Linked DNA regions of Mus musculus: regions 2, 3, 4 and 5 are each linked to region 1. The links are chromatin contacts, called in public HiCAR-type, HiChIP or PLAC-seq and promoter capture Hi-C maps. All regions are on one chromosome and are shown on one strand. Each heading gives the region's core, a stretch centred on a gene start, on an enhancer-like site or on the middle of the called end of the contact. The rest is flanking DNA. Distances are from core to core; before and after follow the strand shown. Region 1 holds the start of Inka2 (inka box actin regulator 2). Region 2 holds the start of Dennd2d (DENN/MADD domain containing 2D). Region 3 has its middle 18 kb from the start of Gm40118. Region 4 holds the start of Dram2 (DNA-damage regulated autophagy modulator 2). Region 5 holds the start of Ppm1j (protein phosphatase 1J).

Region 1 (2,700 bases), core at 92-2,591:
TCTGCCTGGGTGACCTGACTGAATAGAAGAAAGAAGGAGCTAAGTGAGCCAGGAGGGCCTACTGCCATGGGAGATAAAAATGAAGGAGACATTGAGAGGTGGAGTGGGAGGTAGAAGCTAAGGCAGTCTAGATGGAGAAGGGACGGGCGGAGCTGAGAAAAGACGCACATTACCTACCTATCTGTCTGAATCCTGGTGGTAAAGGAAAACCAGAAGGGAGGGAGAAAGGGAGGGAAGGAGGGGAAGGAGGAGGGAGAGGGGAAAGAGGAGAGAGAAGAGAGACAAGAGGAGAGAGAGGCAAGAGAAAGAAATCAGAATTCACCTGGCTTCCCTAACACAGCCTTAACAGTCACTTATCCCTCTTCAGTGATTCATCCCCCCACTCCAGGGTAGCATACTCACCCTCAGCACCCCGAGGCCCCGCACACTCCCAGCGCACTCCCCAAGCCCAGACCTGACATCTGGCCGAGCCTCCACAACTCCCGCTCCGCGATCTGCCAGGCGGCACCCCTCCTCCCCCGTCATTACAGCTGCCACCCCCCTCCCTGCTGGCAGACAAGCCCGGGCAGACAGCCGGCCAAGCCTGCCCCCGCAGCCGCGCCAGCTCTGCCAAGCCCAGCAGAGCTGGGGGCCCCGGGCGGTGCCAGCTCCCCACGAGCGAGCGAGCAGTCCAGCCTGACCTCCTGCACAGGGCAGGGACCTGTCTGCGCGCTTCAGGAGCCCGGCACCCGACCACTGGCGCCCGATGCCTGTGCCTGTCATTCCTGCGACTCTGGACACTTGAGCCTTACTCCGTCCGTGTGCCTGTCCCCTCTGGGTGTGTCCTCCTTTCTCTTCAGTTGTTCTGTCACATTCAACTTATCTGGGTGCTCTGACTCCCTGTTACTTGTCCATATCTCATCAGAAATCTTTGCCAAAGTTTGTTACCTCTGAGCAACGTCCCTAGCCTCTACCTACCAGTTGGCATCCTCTCTCCTCTCCTCTCCTCTCCTCCCCTCTCCTCTCCGCTTCCGCCCGGTGCACGGAGCGCGGGGGGGGGGGGGGGGGGCAAGTCAGGTACCTAGGTCTGGGTGGAGCAGTCCTCCCTGTCCCCAGGCTCCTGCTCCGATCTTACCAGCTCCTGTTTGAGGCGACGCAGATAGCAGTCCATGTCCTTGCTCTCCTTTGTCATTCGCCCATTTGCTGGGCTCGGGCTCACGAGAAAGTAGGGTTCTCAGTGCGCTCCGCGCCCTTATCCGCGCTGAGCCGAGCCTCAGCTCCAGCGTGGGGACTTAGAGCGGCGTTCCCCGCTGCTGCCGCTCAATGCCCGGGATAGGGGCGGAGGAAAAGTGCAGCAGCCAATGAGAACTCAGAAGGGGTATCTTCGGCCAATGGGAAGAGCGGTCGGGGAGGGGGGGTGCTCGGGCCTGGCGACCCGAGAAAGTCTGTCACCGGCCTTGCAGACAGCAGCAACTACTGGGAGACTCGCAGAGGTCTTGATTAGGTTCTGGGTTCTGTGGGGCATGGAACTGGCAAAGCCCCCAGTCAAGTGCATTCATTGTCTATTATAAAGGAAGAACGCAGTTTTAGGATTGAGGACTAGGACTAGGCAGGAGGGTCACAGTGTTGAATCTTAACTCCTTTCAGAGAAGAAAACGCTCTCCTTTGCCTTCCCCTTAAATCCCTCAGAAGCCTTTTCTTTCTAAAGAGGGTCCTGGAAGTTCACGGCTCCATTTCATCTCCTCCGGGCCCACTCCTCTCTAGCGCTAGCGGAAGGAAGCGGCTTCCGCTAGGTCTCAGCTGGTGTGGCAGTCTATTGTGTTCAAGGTAGACCTGGTGATACTGAGTAAGAGAGACAAGGTCTCAGCCTTGCATAACTTTTATCGTGGAGGAGAAGGAACTATGAGACAAACAAGTAAATATGAGGATAGTCACTTCAGAGAGCGAATTTTAATGGAAGATTTAAAGATGGGGTGTTGGGAGCTGTTTCAATAGAGTTGGCAGGGAGTGGAGAAACAGGCCTTTCCCTTCCTAGAACTCCCTAATGCTGGCCTTCTTGAATAGGGGAGAAGAGGACTTGAGGACGCTCTGAGGATAGTTGACAGGCATTTCCCTGGTACCCATGCAGTAACTCCTAGGGGTGTAAGGGGTGGAGTTGGGGCACAGCGAAAGGGGTGCTTCTGCAGGCCAGTCCAACTCGATACTTCTAAAGCCGGCCTCCTGGCCACTTGCCTGACTTAAGTTACCCTCGGTGAGCAAACACCTCACCATTCGGCCTGCCAGAGTAATTAGTAACAATTTGCTTTGCTTTGTTTCAAGAAAATTAATAGGGGAAAGTTTGCCCCTGGCAAGATTTTGGTGGTCTGTGTGAGACAGAACCAAAAGGATGCAAGAGAAGCCGCGAAGGGAGAAAGCAGACACTGTGGACATTCATTTGATGCCAGCCAAGATCACTTCTTCAAAAACATTTAGGGGGTAGGTGAAGAACTTGGTGACTGTGACTATGCTCCTGGCCTATCTTCTCACTCCTCTTCAGAGTGATGTGCCAGTCAGAAAGTTAGGCTGGACGGTGTTGGTGCTGTTGAATCAGTTCAAGAAAGTAGTGGGTCAGAGCAGCATCCTCCACCATGACCCTCCTAGGAAACAGAGGTGGGTTCCCCACCCTGAAGCCCCACCCCTTTTACACAGTTATATCTTCACCCTGCAGAACAGCAGCCGGTT
Region 2 (2,700 bases), core at 196-2,695, 780 kb before region 1:
CAGTGCATGATCAGGCAAGAAGAGATCTAATACTTTGGGAGACTGATCTTAGGCTGTGCTTGAGTCGGGGGCCTGCTTGATTCTCTACCACACAACCAGGAAGGCCATCCCTTCTTAGTAGTTCCAGCAGAAGCTGAGTTTTCCTGTAGGAAAAGGTGACTGAGGTGGAATTTGGAAGAACTGAAGGTTTCCCACAGGGGCAAGAGCATTGTTTCCCTGCTCCAGAGTTTCAGTCAGTCCTTCACAAAGCAGTCAGACCTAGATTCTCTGGGTGATTACAGAAAACTAGGGCTGGGCTACAAAGGAAACTAGAGCAGTGAGCTCAGGGCTAGAGCCCAGGCAGCGTGGTAAGACATAGAACTCCTCTATTACCTTTTAAACACACCTTCGTCCTCCCACCTCCATCCTCAGGCCCCACTTCTCCCTCCATCCTTACCTTGGGAAACTGGTAAGTGATCGTGGGCTCATAGTCATCCCCTAAACGCTTTTTCTTTAAAGAAACAACAAGAAGGTATTCAAAGAAGTGCTGGCCTCCAGCAAAGCTAGATGGAGAATGCTCCTGGATCCTTTCTGGCTCTGTGACAGCTTCCCCAGGATTGTTCTGGGATTGTCCTAAAATGGAGATGCAAGGGTCTCTTGAGTATTCTTTCCACTCCTCCATTCTGTAGTGCGAGCGAGAATCTGGGCAACAACCATGCCTCAAGGCTACAGTGCCAAGCCTGACCAGGCACCACCAGGCAGGATCAGAGCCAAGGGGGCAATTTCCATACCTGCCCTGGGAAACTTGAAACTGTGGAGTGACACAGGAAGAAAAGAAAACACTGATGTAGAACCGAGGAGCCATGCCATGCTGTGGAGGTTCTTGGAGGCCTGATGCCTGACACTGTATAGTCTGCCTGATGCAACAGTTCTGGGTATTTTGTGAGCCCTGAGTAAATTTGCACTAAATAATCAGAGTAGACCCATAGGGCATTTTTTGGTAATTATAGCAAGACCTCTGCAACAGACGGGACTAGCTCTGCAAACTGATAAGGCAATCCTCCTGGCTTGACCACATGGGGGCCATGTGGGTTTGAGCATATAAAGGAAAAAGAGGATCACTACAGCAGGAATCAGCCCATAAAAAGATCATCCGAAAAAGGAAGTAGGCAATCCAGTTCTGACCTGCTCGAAGTCGTGGCAAGCGATTTCGGAGCAGCCTGAGGGTTCGGCCTACCCCTTGTCCTTCCATCATTCTGAGCTTTGGGGGCATGGATGTTCTTTCTCCTTCAGGCTGGCCACAGAAAGCCTGAGAAAGTGCCTTCTGCCTTGGTCTCCAATCACAACTTTATTGAGCTGAGCCACACGCTGTCTCCCAAAGGCAGAGAGCAGTTTCCATCCTGTGTACTCCGTAATTGAGCAAGAAGGATGTGAAAGGACCCACGAGGCAGCTTAGTGTGGGCACTGACAGAAGCAGCATCCTGGCACTACAACTCAGCTCTTGGCTCCTCCCAAGAGCCCCAGGGTGTGGTAACAGAAAAGGTCATGAGCAAACATCTCAAGGCACAGCTGCTTCTGGGCCAAGGGCTTTCAATTCCAGTGCTTGCAGACCATGTGGTGAGTTTATTTACAAACCCAGGCAGCGAGGGATGCCTGTGAAGATCAGACTATGGACTCCAGTGCCTCGTGGGGCACAGCACAGGTATTTTACATCCCTCATCCTCCACTGCTCACGATCACCTTTTCAAGCAATCGTCGGGAGCTGCAAAGTCCCACCAGGCCAACTGGCGAATCTAAAACATCAAGGATCTTCAGGAACCCAGGACTGAACACTTCTTGCAGCCAAGATGCCAGATTGCCCTGATTCAGATAAGTAGACTTGCCCACTCATTCTCTAAATGTACTAATAACTTGTAACAGGAGAGGCCCACCTCTGAGAGGCCCAGATATACAGAATAGCTGTGAAGGTGATTACTTCACCCACTCCTCCCTGGCAATCTTTCCTGATCTAAGGCATAAATCTCTCTCACTATTCCAGGGTTCCGGAAGAATCCTTTCTCTCACCATCTTTACTAAAAGGAAGCAATGACTCGGGAAATCGTCCCCAGCTTAGAGTAGGAGCCTAGTTGCATCAGCAGCTGTAGGGGTACAGAGCATCTTCACCCCTCCCCTACCCCTGCTCAGCCTTTCCTCTGGTTGGGCCAGGACAAGCTAAACAGCAGGCCCAGTACTATGTCTAGAGATTGAGGAAGAGGAGAAAAGTAGTCGCTGATACCCTGGGTTATTAAACAGAAAGTCCTGAATAAGGAAATGTACAGGATAAGAGGAAGGAGACTTTGCCCAGAAGTAACTTAATGGGGAGGGAAGAAGTAAAAGGATCTGGTGCCTGTGTCTGCCACTCCTGCAAAGAATTAGCAGCCCTCTGGGAGGGAGTGTGTTGCTATGGTAAGAAGGAAGGCTGTCACCCTACTCCTAAGAGCACTGAAACTGTGGCACTGGTAAAATGCAGGACTCAGAAACCCAACATTGACTTGTGGCGGAAGCAGCAATCATAGTACAGATGATGAGAGTTGGGATCTTGAGAACGGGGAAGCAAGACACCACAGAAAGTACTTGTGTCTTACTTGTAGCCTGTATAGACATGTTGCATAATCTTTACTGGTTGCCTTACGGAGCAAGAGCATGCCTAGTACAGAAAGGAAAACCGAGGCATTAAGTCAC
Region 3 (2,700 bases), core at 54-2,553, 620 kb after region 1:
GGGCCTTCCAAGCGTACCAGCTAGATTAGCAGATTGTAGATCACGTGGTTTCTGAGAAGCCAGTTCTCTGGCAGGGAAACAGAAGCCTAACTGGCTTTATCATGATGTGGCCTTTGTCTCTACGGAATTGAGTAGGCCCAAGTCTGATCTAGGTAGGGAGTGACCCCACTCCTGCAGTGCTCTCTGAGACACGTCCCAATTATGGGCAATGCTACACCATCCCATATCTGGCTTGGGAACCCATCACTGTGTCCCTTTTTACATGGACTCTGAGAGGTTCTGGGAGAACTCAAACATGGGTCCTCATATTTGTGTAAGAAGAACTTTTACCCACTGAGTCTTCTCCTCAGCTCCTAAGCAAGCATTCTTGCATTGAAATCGCTACTCATCGGAAGCCTAGAGGTTCTGAAAGTGGGAAGGCCACTGATTTGCAACCAGAAGCAACAGACATGCCTACTAAAACATGCCTGGGCAGAAGACAGGACGCCCTTCCCATATGATCTGCGGTCTCTCACATAGTTGTTGCAGAACATCCAGAAGACCCTGTGACTTCATGTGGTGATGCTCGGAAGTCAGCAGAGTGACCAGAGCCCAGCTTTACCTGGAAGCTTTTAAATTAAGAGTTGGCTACACATAGCAGAGATGGCGTCCCCGGGAGCCTCTATTACTAGTGATGTTAAACGTGCAGCTAATGGGTAAGGAGAGGAAGGGGTGGTCCTGGCTTGGGAAGAAAGCTCTGTAAAACTCCAGCAGAGCCATACCGAACTAGGAAGGAGTAAAGGACAGTTGCTCCTTCCTGTAAGTCATGTAAAGAAGTCAACCATTCCTCACCCCCCCACACTCTGCCCAGAGGCACTTAGGCCTCAAAAAGAAGGGTGACAGGGTGCCTCCAAAGCAAACCCCATTTTTCAACCACTGCTCCAAACAGCTGTGGACCAACTCCAGCATTTGTTAAAAGGGAAGGAGAAAAGCTTGAATTAAAAATTGTAATGCCATCTTTAAGATAAAAGACTGTGTCTTCATTAACATAATAAGACCACTGTGGTGGGTGAAAGTGGCTGAGAAGATATGGACATGCACAGATGGTGAAGGGAGCTGCTTCTCAGCGGGAGAGAGACCTGTACCATACACATCGAGTGCAGGCAGCAGCCACTGGAATAACAAAACTGCTTTGTGTTCATGTCTCAAGGAGTCAACACAACCCAGTAAATCAAACCCAATCACATATATGTGAGAAGTATAGGGCCTTGGAGACCTGTGTCCCTACCATGGCCAACACCCTGGTGACGAATAATGACTCACACAAAATACATACCTGGCTTAGCCAACCACGCGTTGTCCTGCTTCGCAGAGTACACAAGGCAGGATACTCTGTCCTAGGCTTTTAGGGAGGCACTTAACAAAGGGAACATGGCAGTCTCTCCTTAGGAAGATCCCTGGTGGGATGTGCGGTGGGATGTGCTGACAGATAGCTGTAAGAGATGCAGTTTGGCCATTCTTTCTCTGGTATATTCTAGAAAATAATAACCTCATCTCACAGGAACAGGAGCTGGGTAGACCCATCTGGGAGGGTCAAAAGCCAAGGAGGTCCTGAGTCTCCAAGCTGAGATCATGAGATGAACAAGTCAGGGCACACCACAGGTCCTGGGACACATCCAGAAGATGGGGGAAATAACACTGGTGCCTGGGAGGAAATGAGGCTTTAAATGAGCAGGGTGGGAACTGGTTCAGAGAACACGATGTTGGCCTGGTTTATTTCCACCTAGCAAAGAAGAACACTGACTGGTGTCTGCACTGTGACAGAGAATGTGCTAAGCCGGGTTTGTCCTTTTGGGTTTTTTTTTTTTTTTTTTTTTTTTTTTTTTGTTTTGGAGACAGCATCTCACTCTGTAGCCCAGCCTGATCTCCCACTCCTGACCCTCCTGCTTCAGCCTCCCAGCGCCCGGTATGAGTCACCACACCCAACATCACCCTTGTCCTATCTTCCCATCACCCTGTAGGGAAATATTTTCTCCACTTTACAGACAGGGAAAGTGAGGCAGAAAAGTCACCTGAAGTCCACTGCTGCTGGAATTTGAACCTCAGGTCTGTCCTTAGGGCAGACTTGACGATTCTACACTCATGTGATATCAAAACACTGACGGTTTGCTCCAAATCCATTGGGTTTTGCTTCATAGGAGGCTACCTCAGCTTTAGGGAATTCTTTTACAGGTGCCCCCCCCCCCCCCCACCAGTGGCTGAGCCACTGGACCAGCAAGGGCCTCCTCCGGACTGCATCACCCACTGAAAGCCAACCTGCTACCTCAGCTTCCTTCCCTCCTAGGACTGTCAAGCCCCTGTGTACACCTAAGTCTGTCTCACTCAGCACCTGGCTCAGAGTCCTCAGCTAGAAACGCACACGCATGCACACAGACATGCACATGGACACACGGACACAAATCTAGCCCCCAAATCCTCTCTCTGACATTTCTTCCTCCTCACTAGTCTTTGGGTAGTGCAGAGACTGTGTGCTCTAGCTTCATTTGGTCCAAAGCCTCTAAACTAGAAAGAATTCGGGCAAGTCCCAAAGAGTAACTTAACCTCTGTGATTAGATGCTAATGCTCAAAGACAGTAGCTAATGAGCCTGTGGACACCAAGGGCAGAGTGTTACAGGTTGAAAGGGAAACGTCACCTGTATGTTCATGTGTTTGAACACTTGG
Region 4 (2,794 bases), core at 274-2,773, 840 kb before region 1:
GGGCTTAAAATATTGTTAAGAGTCTTTCGGAGACAAGTGAGAAACCAAAGTAGACAGGAAGAGTAACATGGAAGACTAACAACTGTCCAGTGCCTTCCCCTCCAAAAAGGAAACGTGAGAGCAGTCTCAGACCAACAGGATTACGAGTGTAATGTTTAACTATTTTATGGGTCAAAGCATTCAAGAACCCTTTTAAAGAGTGTTTGCATAGCAAACAAGAGGCCTTAAGTTCAATTTCCAGAACCAAAAAAGAAAGCTTTAAGATGACTTAAAAATATATAAGAAAACTTCACACAACAGTAAGGATATTTAACAAATTTTTTTGCATCTCTTACCCATCTCCTCTGCTTACTTTGAAGCTCCATGAGTCAGAAATCCAGTTACATTTTTTATTTTCATAAGCATTTAAAAGCCACTGGTAATAAAAAGAACCTTTTTAATGTTGTCTCTTCTAAGTGGTAATAACTAAAGAATAACAAAAGTGTAAACTCTGGATGTTCCAAGTGAATGAACAGGTGGCCCCAGGTTTTTTTCAGAGGCGAATAGAAATATCAGGCCACAAACAAAGCATAACAAGGACTATTTTCCTAAATTCTAATATGGCCTCTTGACAAATGTAACATTTTCCAATGGCTAATCTCAAAGCATCTAGTTTCACTGCCAATAAATTAAAATTTGATAACGCAGCCCCGATAGATTAAAAAAATGTTGCATTCGGTATGTAAATTAAAATTGGGAAAGCTGGAAAACTTATTCCTGTCTCAGTGCTTTACAAAGGAAAGCAGCTGTTAGGATTCCCAGGACTTGTGATTTCCTTTCAACTAGGGACCACTCCCTTTGAAACACAATCATGGGGTGGAGACAGAGCTCTGTGTAAACACAAGGTCACCACTGGTCTCAGTTTTGAACTTCCTCAGCCCCAACCAAGTAGAAATAAGGGCACAGGGATGACAAAGGGTATTAGGGCAAAGGTTTCCTTAGTTGATTCAACAAAAGCAACCCCTTGCACACACACTCCTAAGTCTTGTAGTACAAGAGTTTCACTGTCCCTGGCACCAGAAAAATATAAGGGACACCATGCTTGGCACGACGCATCGCTTGGGATGAAGTGGTGGTAGAGGTACTAAAGAAGAGAAAAAGTAGGACGCGGAGACCTCAGCCTAGTTGTCATCTCCCGTGATTCGTGGGTTCCCGGAGCTGGCTCGCGACTCTAGTCGTGGGTGTCACGAAGTTCACGGAACCAGGTGAAGCTACCGAGGTTCGCGTGGCTCGCGCGCCCGTGGGACCAAGGGGGCTCGCGTTGTGCCCTCGCTCTTGGCTTGCGAACCACACTTCGACACAGCACCCAAGTAGAAAACCTGCCGAGCGCCAGGCCAGGCACTTTTCCCCCTCCCACTCACCTTCTTTCCTGTCCCCGACCAGCCAGCTCCAGCCTCAAAGTGCAGAACAGGCCCACTGTAGGAGCCTGGGCGGAGCCCCGGGGCGCGCTCCCGAGTAGCTCGGAGGCGCGCCTCAACCTTTTCTGAGTCCCCCCTCTTTACGGCAATCGTGAAAGTGTCGTGAACGTGCTGCCGCCTATCAGTCACTCAGTCGCCTGGAGTCGGAGTTGCTATTTCTAGGCTTGTGCTTGTTGGGTTCGGGGTAAGGCTGCGGGGGCCCGGCCTAGGGAAGGGGCGGGGATGTTGCGGACGTGGCGGGGCGGTTTTGTCCCGGGAGGAGCGGAGCGAGGGCCGGAGGCTCTGGGCTAGACAGAACTGGGTAGCTGCGGACGGACTAGCTGAAGGGGAACGCCGTCCTTGCTGGCGCTGGGTGGCCTCGCGCGCGGGGTTGTGGGCACGGCGAGGGGCGACGGCCAGTCCCGAAGGCTCCGGAGTCGGAGGTGGAGGGGCGCCTGCGCGGTATGCGAGCCGTGGTCGTGGGAGGGAGCACCCCAGGCTAACCCCCGGTGAGCCGAGGGCTGGGGCGCTGGCTTCGCGGAACCGACCTTGTCTGGCGGGTCCACACCCTCCTGGCCCGGTGTTGCCAAGTCCAAGAACCGTGCAGCATCCTGTGCGGTCTTTGCTGTCCTTTTGGGAGGCGGTTAGTGATGTTTCCTGGCTCGGGCCACGCTTCTTGTTGGGCAACTTTTCTAGAAATTTCAACCCATATTGACAGGCTCAGAGATTGCCAGCTAGAGTTTTATTTCAGTCGCGTTCTTAGAAGGAGATTGCTGGGGTTTTTGCCTGTGTTCCCAGGAATGCTTGGCTGAACCTCAAGCTTTACATTTTACCGAGTTTGAGTTTTCCAGTTTGATGCTTGGCATTTTGATACCAGTTTTTACCAATGTTGTATCATTGCTGTTGAATATATGGCATTGCTAAAACTCTAACTCACCAGGCAACGTCTATTGCAGCAGGAGGCAAATTCATAGTCAGTTTTCAACGAGTATAGGAACTTTGTAAGTTGTTAGAATATTTCCTTTCTACTTTACAACTGTCAGGAATGTGTTCAGAATGTGTGTTGAATTGACTGGCTCAAACACAAGGAAACTGTATAAGACATTTGGAGCATTACCAATTTAAAACTATTGGCATTCGATGAGATTTGAAGCTTCAAAATCATTTTGCTACATATTTAGCCTATGCTGAGAATAACTGAAGTCCCTGTACAGCTGGTCATAAAGACACAACCCTTCCTTTTAAGAAACGAAGTAGGTAAATCTGACTCTCACATTACCAATTACATTTTATTGCATAGCACTTTCTTTTCTAAACTACATTTTGCTTTCTTCTTCTTCTTCTTCTTCTTCTTCTTC
Region 5 (2,781 bases), core at 249-2,748, 920 kb after region 1:
GAATAACCCCCACCTTAGACTCACATACACACACACATCCTCTCCTGCTCGCTGGCCAAGCTGAAAAAGGTCACAGCTGCCTGGGCTCCAAGCCAGAGGGAAGAGGAGAAGGCAGGGCCAGCAAGAAGTACTGTCTGGCGGCAGAACGTACAGCCTCATAGAAAGGCCCGCAACAGTAACTGCCTGCCTCAGTTCCTCCATCCTTGGCTAAGGAGACTTTCCGGAAGGTGGTGCTGGGGGTGGGGGTGGGAGTGGCCAAACAGGAACAGTAAATTTTACTCCCCTGCTGGTCAAAATACTACACCCCACCTCCAGTCTCAACCAGCTCAGACAGTGATTCATGGCACCTTCACCTTCATGCACACATTAACCCTCATCCTAAAACGACCCAGTGAAAGTTCCGGTTTTTCTTAAGAGTGGGTAAGCGCTCCGGCCCAAATAGGGTATGTAGACCCACCTGGACTGGGCAGGAATCTCTTAGCTACAAACCCCTTCCAACGGAGAAGCTAATGAGGAGGTGCGGGGCTACCCACCACCTCCTTCCACGACCTCAGTGCCCCCATTCCCCTGGTGGCTTGGCTTGGCTTTCCCCGAAGATGATTTTAAAATATACAGGTTCTGAGAGTACGCTGATCTCTACCGGCACCTATCTGTCTACACACCCATAACCAAAGGGAACCGTCGTGCTCTGCGGGCGGACCCCTCCCCCGCCCGGGAAGCCAGAGGCCTTCTGGTGTCGCGGGCTATTTCTGGGTGTGGAGGGGGAGGGGACCGGTAAGAAGGACAGGGAACTGGGGAGCTGGGGCCAGGAAGCGGATGAGCGAGTCTTTCCACCCGCGATCTCCCTGGCAAAAGGAACTAGTCCTTCTCAAACCTCCCCTCCCCTAGCCTGTGAACCGCGGGCCGCGACTTGGAACCCGCCAACTCATCCTCGGCGGTGCTCCCTGCGCCCTCCCTGGGTGGGGACTGTCCTGAGTCGACGAGGGGCAGGGTGAACAAGGTCCTGAAGAAGGTCGTGGAATTTGCACCCCGTCCGGGGGATGTCTGGGAGGGGTGCAGGTTCCTGGGATGGTTCCTGAAGCCGGGATGCGTCTCCCGGGAGAATGGGAGTCCCATCCTCGTCTGGGAGCCCCGGGGCGCTCACTCGGCATAGCCTGTGCTCCAGGGCAGGCGGCGGCCGGTGTCTGGGGGGCTTTGCACAGCCCGGCCTGCGTGGTCGTCGGCGCGCCGCAGCCCTCCGGGGCTCAGCTGCAGAAAGGTGGGTCGAGAGAAGCTCACAGTAGTCTCCGCGGTCTTCTGGGGCGCGCCGACCTGGTTCCCAGGCTTCTCCCGGGAACTCTTAGGTGTTTCTTGGGCGGCGGGAGGCGCTGAGGTAGCGTTGGGCAGATCTGGGGACTTGGAGCGCTGGGAAGAAGTGCCACCCGAGCTCACCAGGTGCGCCACGGCTGAGCGCACCCGGTTTAGCATGCTGCCTCCGTGCCCCGCCCTCGACCGTGGGCCCGCCCCCTGAGAGGCCCCGCCCCTAGGGTTCCAGGTGGGCGGTGCCCACTCCTGGTCCTTAACAAACTTCCCCAGGCTCCAGGCTACCCGGGAACTGCTCCACCCGCTCCTCGCCTCCGCATCCCTGCTTTGTCCCGCCTGAGTGTCAAAGGGGAAGGGTCTATTGTGGGAAAGAAGCGGAACGAAGGAAATATTTCAACCATGCTGTAGGTTAGACATCCGCTAGATTTAATCCGCTAGAATTTGCCCATTATGACGAGGGTGGGCGAGGCAGCCTCCTCGCGCTCGGTTGGGGGTGGGCCAGCCAGAATGGAGAATTATAGAGCTGATGACTTCAGAGCGAAACATCCTCTTGGGTGTGAAGGGTTTGGTGTGACAACACTTTGGGTTAGGGCTGCAGAGTCGAGAGCAGAGAGAACTGGTGCTAGTCGCGGTGCTAACCAGGCCAGGCAGCCTGAAGGCACTATTCTTCCTAAAGGTCACCTCCACGTTCGAAAGAACAATTGTCACTTCCATCCCACTTTCTCAGAACCGTACCTCCATATTTAGACGTCTGCTGGCCAGTTAGTAAGGTTAACGACATAGTAAATAAATATGATTATTGAGGGCTTGCTCCACACTGGGCCCTCTATAAGGCACGGTCTAGTTGTTAGATCACTATACAAAACGATGCAAGGTAAGCTACACCCATTTTACAGATGAAGTAGGAGTAGACAGTCTCCTGTTCTTTTATAGACTTGCCTAAGATTCACGCAGTCACTTAGAGATTCATACCCATGTCAGAACCTGCTACAGATACTGGCTTCTCTGGACTAGGAAAAAGGCCCAGAGGGGAGCGGGACTCCTAAATTTCCACCCTGAGGTTGCAAGCAGAAAAGCAATGCTGAGCAAGTTCTCTGGCTACCGCCAGGGGGAGACAAAGGCCAGGCCAAAAGCGTGTGTGGGTCGCAGGAAAGCCCACTACGATTCACACAGAGGGGCTGTTTTTCTCTGTCTTCTCTCTAGGGAAGGATTACTGACCCGATTCAGAAAGAATTCTGTCCTTATACTTGGGCTTAGAGAGTTGATCACTATCCACTCCTTCATCTATCCCCAACACACAGTTTAGCAGAAGTCAAGGCCCTTCCTTGAGGGAACCACGACTCCCTGTTCTTAGCTGAGACTCCACCTCAAGGCACCCAGCTATGTGCATCCTGTTCATATCCTGGGCTAACCTGTGCCGCCTTTCTCGACCACTTCTAAATAAAAATTACACAGTGGTCATTCAAAGTACAAACTTGC

Evidence for each region. Promoter capture Hi-C pulls out the DNA fragments that hold promoters and counts their contacts. HiCAR-type assays count read pairs that join an accessible place to other places. HiChIP or PLAC-seq counts read pairs in DNA pulled down with a chosen protein or histone mark.
Region 2: an H3K27ac HiChIP or PLAC-seq map of microglia shows a contact between it and region 1, with 5 times the contacts expected there. The contact joins the promoter of Dennd2d here to the promoter of Inka2 in region 1. A contact is called at or near these places in 5 of 39 promoter capture datasets (the HPC-7 cell line, cranial neural crest, liver and 1 more), 1 of 484 Hi-C or Micro-C datasets (CD8 T cells), 9 of 115 datasets of contacts at active chromatin or transcription factors (the 230-238 cell line, bone marrow-derived dendritic cells, bone marrow-derived macrophages and 5 more) and 2 of 9 other capture datasets (adipose tissue and liver).
Region 3: an H3K27ac HiChIP or PLAC-seq map of trophoblast stem cells shows a contact between it and region 1, with 9 times the contacts expected there. The contact joins the enhancer-like site here to the promoter of Inka2 in region 1. A contact is called at or near these places in 2 of 39 promoter capture datasets (the 3T3-L1 cell line and cranial neural crest) and 5 of 115 datasets of contacts at active chromatin or transcription factors (embryonic basal ganglia, embryonic midbrain, forebrain and 2 more).
Region 4: a HiCAR-type map of astrocytes shows a contact between it and region 1, with 2.4 times the contacts expected there. The contact joins the promoter of Dram2 here to the promoter of Inka2 in region 1. A contact is called at or near these places in 8 of 39 promoter capture datasets (the 3T3-L1 cell line, embryonic stem cells, hematopoietic stem and progenitor cells and 4 more), 1 of 484 Hi-C or Micro-C datasets (CD4 T cells), 1 of 115 datasets of contacts at active chromatin or transcription factors (astrocytes) and 2 of 9 other capture datasets (adipose tissue and macrophages).
Region 5: a contact with region 1 is called in a promoter capture Hi-C map of embryonic stem cells, with 2.9 times the contacts expected there. The contact joins the promoter of Ppm1j here to the promoter of Inka2 in region 1. A contact is called at or near these places in 4 of 39 promoter capture datasets (embryonic stem cells and pre-B cells) and 1 of 115 datasets of contacts at active chromatin or transcription factors (neural tube).

What each region holds. Positions count from the first base shown.
Region 1 is chr3:105,703,240-105,705,939 of GRCm38.p6, reverse strand. Inka2 (inka box actin regulator 2) reads right to left here and starts at 1,341. Exons shown (of 2, transcript NM_175398.4): 1 at 1,115-1,341. The coding sequence starts at 1,171.
Region 2 is chr3:106,484,785-106,487,484 of GRCm38.p6, reverse strand. Dennd2d (DENN/MADD domain containing 2D) reads right to left here and starts at 1,445. Exons shown (of 12, transcript NM_028110.2): 1 at 1,165-1,445; 2 at 437-612. The coding sequence starts at 1,252. It overlaps 2010016I18Rik (RIKEN cDNA 2010016I18 gene), which reads left to right and starts at 1,572. Exons shown (of 2, transcript NR_033207.1): 1 at 1,572-1,681.
Region 3 is chr3:105,087,689-105,090,388 of GRCm38.p6, reverse strand. No RefSeq gene overlaps it. Among named protein-coding and RNA genes, the nearest start is that of Gm40118, 18 kb to the left of the region's middle. Within about 2 kb of position 1,303, at least 15 of the 459 cell types and tissues checked have an H3K27ac peak or open chromatin away from gene starts, as enhancers often do. A contact at or near this core is called in trophoblast stem cells, where this site is marked.
Region 4 is chr3:106,546,527-106,549,320 of GRCm38.p6, reverse strand. Dram2 (DNA-damage regulated autophagy modulator 2) reads right to left here and starts at 1,523. Exons shown (of 9, transcript NM_026013.3): 1 at 1,401-1,523. Cept1 (choline/ethanolaminephosphotransferase 1) reads left to right here and starts at 1,519. Exons shown (of 9, transcript NM_133869.4): 1 at 1,519-1,641.
Region 5 is chr3:104,779,773-104,782,553 of GRCm38.p6, reverse strand. Ppm1j (protein phosphatase 1J) reads right to left here and starts at 1,498. Exons shown (of 10, transcript NM_027982.2): 1 at 1,145-1,498. The coding sequence starts at 1,467.